Regions from separate parts of the Mus musculus genome. Here region 2 is linked to region 1. The links are chromatin contacts, called in public Hi-C maps. All regions are on one chromosome and are shown on one strand. Each heading gives the region's core, a stretch centred on a gene start, on an enhancer-like site or on the middle of the called end of the contact. The rest is flanking DNA. Distances are from core to core; before and after follow the strand shown. Region 1 has its middle 51 kb from the start of Cntn1. Region 2 holds the start of Cntn1 (contactin 1).

Region 1 (3,578 bases), core at 94-2,593:
CTGGGAGCATCCCACGGCTGTGTCATAACCCTTCACACCGTGCACATGAATGGCTTTGGCAGCCGATGTTGTCACACTGCCTCTGCTGAAGTCACTGAACAGCCTATGATGAGCTGGATTCAAACAATTTTACTCAAGATTCTAAGCCACCTCAGGCTTAATGAAATGTTTTTTAATATTGTTTCTAGCACATATGTGACTTAATTATTTAAAATAAAAAATATTCTAAGTAATGATTGTCCCCTTCAGGGCATGCTCAAAATATAGTTTTCCATTTTCTCAGGTACTCTGCCTAAAATGAGATATATATTTTATCATAATATCATAATAGAAAAAGGTATTTTATAAAAAGATATAAAAGTGTACAATTATATTAAAATACCTTACCATGGTTATTATTTTTAAATGATTATGATATGATGAGTTAATTTCATAGCCACATTTGCAAAAATAGCAATGCAGAGAATGTAAGAAACTAGAAGTTAAAACAAATAATCTGCACTCATTTTTATAATAAAACACTCAAGTAAGTTCTGAAGTAATAAGAGAAAATAGAATGTAATACACAATAGTGGTAAATGGTTTTTTTTATAATATAATTCTTAAAATGCATATTATAGATGAAAAGAATTTCATCTTTCCTGCATGTCTCTGAGGGCTCTGCTGTTGAAGAAAAGAAAAAGATGCTTTTCATAACGAGGGAAGGAAAATGCCCAAAGACTTCTCTCTTGCTTCTTTTGCGACACATAGACAAAGACAGGCACTTCTGTAAAATGAACAACAAGAAGCCATTCTAAGACTACAGCTGTTATGTAGACTAGCTTTGGGTTTTGATCATGCAGAAGAAAGTTCCCTCTCTATTGTGAAGTTTCGATGTTAGCCTCTTATAGAATTTCATTTATATTTACTATCACAATTGTACATATTTAGGGAGTATGTACATATATTACAATTGTACATACTTATGGAGTATTTCAGTAGGTAAATACAATACGATGATACCAGGTCAGACATAAACCCTACTCTGGAAACATAAAGCCACATGATGTGGCTTCCAGGTTAAATTAACAACTTAGAGATTCAAGTGCTTGCCAAGCCTTCTGTCTTAAAGCGTTTTGTTTAAGATTACTTTGCATTAAGAATGGCTGTGGGGTTTTTCAAAAGATTATGAGACGCTCTTCTCGGAGAAAGCAAATCTTGCCCCAAAGCTAAGGGTATTAAATTCCTTAAAGAGATATAAAAATATTAGCATGGATTTGTTTACCCAGGCAACCCATCAGGGAAGAGAAGTGTGTGAGAAGCCTGTGGCGAGACAGCAACTGCTCTCGGGAAGCTTGCCAGTGTGGCTCTCTGGAGCCAGTGGAGGGAGCATGGCAAGCGCATGCATGTCAGGAGCTCTTAATGCACGGTCTCCTCAGATCTGTAGTGGTCTCTTCCCTGATCATGTATCATAACCATCATAATCACTGGGCCTTATATTTTGAAGAAATAGGTGATTTACTCTACTGTAAGCATATAACACTGAAATATTTTTAGAGAATAATAACAACTGGCTTATTTACAAGTTCTCCAAAGTAGGTTTCAAGATTTGAAGTTGGGAACTTTGCTAATATAATCTCATTAAGAATTCTGTCACTAGTGATTGCACACCTGGGGTGTGCTTCATTTTCCAACAAAATGTTTACAAGAATAAGTGAGTCCATGGTAGGTAGATGACATCCCGGGGCAGTCCTTATACATCACAGTACTTGGCAGAACAAATTAGACTCAACATGTTTTAGAAATTGAAATATAGAAGAACATTTTGATTGAGTAGGTAGGAATATGTCCAGGAAATATTGGGGAAGGGCCATCAATATGATCAAAATGCATTAATTCTCAGAAAGTTAATAAAAGATATTAACAAAATAATATTTAAACATGTTCAAGCTGGCTTCATTCTAATGATGTAGGGATAGTAAAAAAAAATACAAGCTATTAACTGTGATCTACCACATAACTAGACTTATGGGCATAAACTATATAGTTCTTTCCATGATATAAAAAAGCCCTTGGCAAAGTCCAACAATATTCCATGACCAAAGTCTAGGGATACAGGAAACATAAATCAATAAAATAAAGGCAAACCCACAGGCAACATCATGCTGAATGGAGAAAAACTTCTAGCATTTTACTAAGCTCAGGAATTCAGGGAAGGTCTTGAAGTGCTAATTACAGCAATTATACAAGTGAAAAAAGATAAAGGAGATACAAAGGGGAGAGGAAAAAAGTCAACATATCTTTATTTGTAGATGATATGATTCTATATATCAAAGATCCTAAAGACTCCACCAGAAACCTTCCAGAGCAGATAAACATATTCAGCAAAATAGCAGGCTACAAAATTAAACTGGAGTAAAATCAGTAGCCTTCCTATGCACGTGACAAAGATAGTGAAAGAGACATCAGGAAACAGTGCCAATCTCAATAGCCTGAAACTCTAAGAAGTGAGAACTAGACAACGAAAAAGATAAAATACTAAAGAAGATGCCAGATGATAGAATAATCTCTTATGCTGCTGGACTAGTAGTGCCAATATTGCCCACCTCTGTGTCTGACCTCACAGTCTCTTGACTATTGGGTTTAAAAACTTTCAAACTGTGTTAACAGACCACTCATTTCTACAGATCATAGGCTAATGATGTCGATGGCACTGGGCAGTGGCTGAGGCCTGTAGCAAACATTCCCTCACTTTTCTCCAACCCTATCTCCACCGTGTTTTTAGAAAGTGTCTTGGTTGACAGTTTGCTTTATTCCGCTACTATGAGGTTTTATGTAAGTGTTATCACCGTGGAACATGGTATGCGAGAAATCTTGAAGATGTGCTTTCAAGCCATAATCATTCATGTTTGCTTCAGGAATAAACTGTCTCTTAGCCCTTTTGGAGTTGAGAGTTGTGTTTTTCGATCGGCAAAGCTCTTTGGGTCACTGGAGGCCCCTGAAGAGGATGATGGAACCTTGCTCCTCCCTCTTCATCATTCTCATTAGCTTCCAGGCTACGCTGATGATTAGTTTTGCTCCACTGTGAGCCATAGGCGTGATATGCTACTCTCGGCCAATATGCAATGCACTGACACCTCTAAAACTATAAGCCACTATGAAACTTTCTCTGTAGAAATTGACTACTTCACATATTTGTTATAATACAAAATTGTTGAGAACAGGCTGCACCATGAGCCATGCTCTACTCCATATAAAGAGATGGGCGGCCTTGATGATGGCCCCTGAAGAGGAAAGAATTTAATTTTCTATACTCCCTCCTTACACGCACACACACACACACACACACAAATACACACAAATACACACAAATCACACTCCATACTGCATCACATTTTATCATAGATATAAACCATGCACATTTACTTTTGTAGACCTTAACTTATAAGCAGTCATGAATCCTATGCCATACTCCCTTGTCTTCACATGCTCTCCCAGTTGGCTAGTTTGATTAGTTTGTATTACTTAGAGAATTGGTTACTTGGTCAGTAGCTTGGCCCAAGTATATCTTGAGTTCTCAGCCTCTTTGGTGGTCTCCA
Region 2 (3,365 bases), core at 375-2,874, 51 kb before region 1:
ACAATCCTGCATCCTGAAAAGTGGGTGGGTCCTTTCCAGACCCCAGAGAGTAGCTAGCTACAAGTTACCACACAGATAAATTTATTTCCAAATAGCCAAGATATACAAGCATGCGCACAATATTGTGCACCAGTGAATTAATAAACTATTGTAGATATGATATATACTAATGTGATGCCTTTATATACTTCAAGCTGCAATGGTCGATATGCACCATGAATCCGAAAAACGTGGGATAAAACCCAGAAATCCATTCAAAATAATAATAATTTTGGAATACATCCCTTTCTGTAAGCTACAGAAACGTTATCCCGAGTGTGAAGGTAGGGAGGGGGTTGTTACTCTGAGTTTCTCTCTTCCCTGGCTTCCCCCCCGCCCCCCCAATGAAGAATCTGATTCTATTTTACCCCTCCCACCCCGTGCTTGCAGATTGCTTGAGAAGACCAAGGCAGCCTGCTCAGCAGCAAAGAAACCGGCTGGCTGCGCAGGAGCTATATATAGCTCCTCCACCTTGGAGATGTGCACACACAGGCACACATACTGATGCCCATGCTGGATTTGGCATGGGGGGAGAAAAAGGACAGCCAGAAATGGCTACACCTCTCACTTCTTGCTTCTTTCCCACCATTCCTATTTTCCCCCCAGGATTTTTCCCAGCAGGGTATCTGATTTCCCTGCAATTCTTCTCCCTACTGCTACCAGCAATCTGATTCCAGCAGGAATCGGCACTGGGCCAACACCCAGTGCCCAAATGCGGTCACCCAGGGAGGATGCTTTGGAGCTCATCCTGACACAGCCACTTGATTAGATGAAGTGGTAGTTCCCCGTAGGAAACAGCGAGGCCGGTGGGAAACTGCCTTTCTGCCCTGCCCAATCCGCAGAACCTTGTGGAGGAGGTACGTTGGCTTTCCCTCAGATTGGATACATCAGAAAATGCGGAGATTCTCCCCAGTCACCAAGCCCTAAGGGAGCTGGTTTTTAGCCAGGGGAAGTACAAGCCCCTGCCTTCCTCATGGCCATCACCGGCAGCCAGCGCTGTGCTGGAGGGTACCCCGCAGGTGCGGGGGAGGGGAGCAGGCGGCGCCCCGCATGCGGAGCAGTTGAAGAGCTCACAGGACCCGCGGCTCCTGCAGCTGGCACGTCTGCGACCCCAGCCCCCAACCTCATCGACAGGGCAAACCCCAGGCCTGACCCCGCAGCAAGCTGCTGCGTCTGCGAGGAAAGTTGCCCAGACGCAGTGCCCCTTGGGGCCCCTTTCAGCAACCCTTCCCGGTGCATCACCCCGGCTCCAGCATCCAGACCATCACCACCCCCTCCATCCCATCTTCTGATTGGTGTCATAGGTGTCGCGGTGACAGCTACAGCGACCCCGGGAGCCGGGGTAACCAGGGCGGGGCAGGGGCTGGGTGGCCTCAGGGAAGCACGCGTTCCCTGTGCTCTGCAGAAGGGCGAGCCTGCCTCCTACCTGTTCCCCACTCCTGTCGCCTCCTCGCTGCCTGGCCCTACAGCTTTCCCGCTCCCGCTGCAAACAGCTGGGAGCGCATCTCCCACCAGCCCAGCGCCACTCCTCGCTTAGGCGGAGCCCACCCTAGCTACTTGACAGCAGTAGCCGGGGCCTCAGAGTGCAGTTATTGGGGCCGCGGGGAGAGGAGGCGGGGACCGGAGGGAAACTTGCACCTTTGATTGGACAGAGGAGATGTCATTCTCAACTCTAGGGTTTCTGTGGACTGACTCTTAGCTTCTGAGCCCACCAGCGAAGAGTCCTTGTAGTCCGCGGATTGAAAACCTTCTGCTTCTGGGTCAGAGGGCCTCTGAGAAGGGAAACTACCCTTAGAAACTACCATTAAAGGTTCCAAGAGGGAGGGAGGATCTGCCAAAGCCAGATCTCTGGAACTTTTAAAAGAGATTCTCTGCTCCTGGAGATTCAACCAGGGGCACCAGCAGAGGCAAAAAAAAATGCTCAGTATGAACGTGGACTTCAGTGAAGAAACAGAAAACGGGATGCACAATTAAGCGGAAAGAAATCGCAGTCAAATCAGAAATGGTGATTTTGTTCCTTTGCAGTTGCCTATCATTGACCACATAGGTCATGAAAGATTTCCTCAGAGCAAAAATTGTAGAAACTCTATATACCATTTAACCAAAATTTGCTTACATAGGGTCCTGTATTTAAAATGGGGGAAAATGCTATAAAATAAACGTTCAGAGTAAAGCAAACTGAGACATTTGCCATGGGCAATTCCGTGGGTGACAAGTGTTTATTTAAAGTAATGGCACAATACTGATCGATAACCAGTCTCTCACATGCTCAAGTTGTGGGGGGGGGGGGGGGGGTATATGAAACCAGACAGCTGGGTGAACCTAAGTCTGTTTTTTAAGAGGGCAAAATGCCTTTGTGCTCAAGTGTCACCTCTGCTATCTATCCAGGTGGAACCAGAAAGCTATATCTGAGGGACTCCTTAGCGAAAGACCAAGGAGAACTGTAAATAAAATTGGAGTAGTGTGTTCTCTCAGGACCTATTGAGGAAAGAAGACACCCACTTCTTCCAAAGAGCTCCATTTGTCTTCTAGCTAGGTAACTTAACCATCTTAACGCATGCTGAACATAAGAAAGAATGAATGTACATGGATGGGTTGGTAAAAGACCAGCCTCCTGGACCAAAGAGAAGGCTGATGCTACCCAAAGCTAAGTGCAGATGGTCAGTGCTCAGATTTTTAATACCATCGGGTCCATCTTGCTGTATTCTCTTTACAGCACTGTAAGACTCAGTCTTTACAGAAGAGGAGGGGGGGGTGTAATATACAAGGAACAATTGATTCGATCTGTTTGCCAGAGATAGTCTTGCAATTGCTACAAAGTATCAACAGCTCCTGAGTTGTTCCCTGCCCACCCCCCCATAACATGCCTGCTAGCTTTCTATCTTCTTCCTTTAATACACACTCCAGTTTTCCTACTGAACTGCACCAAATTCCTGGATTACAGTGCGCTTGTCCTGTGCCATCCATATTTTCTGCCCTGTAACAAAGCTGAGCAGCAATGAGATGCAGAACTCGGAACGGGAGCCTGGCAGGACAAAAATTAGCAAACAGCCTAGTAGGGAATGAGTTTTCAATGTTAGTATCTCTTGATTGTTCAATAAATCTAAACTACCTGGGCTTTGTGCTGCCTTCCAATACACTCTCCTCTGGGAGGAGAAAGCATAGAATGAAAGGGGAAAAAATACTGAATATTCAGTTTCATGAGCATTGCAACAGTCAATGAGCAGACTACTAAAAACTCCACCATTTCCTCTTCTTATCCCTTCGTTCTTCACTGAACAAGTATTAGCATTATAGATGCGTTACGGGCAAGCAAGGATAAACTG

The links. Hi-C and Micro-C count contacts between places; a contact is called where the count stands out from the background.
Region 2: a Hi-C map of cerebellum shows a contact between it and region 1, with 1.5 times the contacts expected there. The contact joins the promoter of Cntn1 here to the enhancer-like site in region 1. A contact is called at or near these places in 3 of 39 promoter capture datasets (macrophages, neutrophils and pre-B cells), 2 of 484 Hi-C or Micro-C datasets (cerebellum and neurons), 1 of 115 datasets of contacts at active chromatin or transcription factors (embryonic stem cells) and 2 of 9 other capture datasets (adipose tissue and liver).

The regions. Positions count from the first base shown.
Region 1 is chr15:91,998,051-92,001,628 of GRCm38.p6, reverse strand. No RefSeq gene overlaps it. Among named protein-coding and RNA genes, the nearest start is that of Cntn1, 51 kb to the left of the region's middle. Within about 2 kb of position 1,343, at least 1 of the 459 cell types and tissues checked has an H3K27ac peak or open chromatin away from gene starts, as enhancers often do. A contact at or near this core is called in cerebellum, where this site is marked.
Region 2 is chr15:92,049,424-92,052,788 of GRCm38.p6, reverse strand. Cntn1 (contactin 1) reads right to left here and starts at 1,624. Exons shown (of 24, transcript NM_001159648.1): 1 at 1,466-1,624.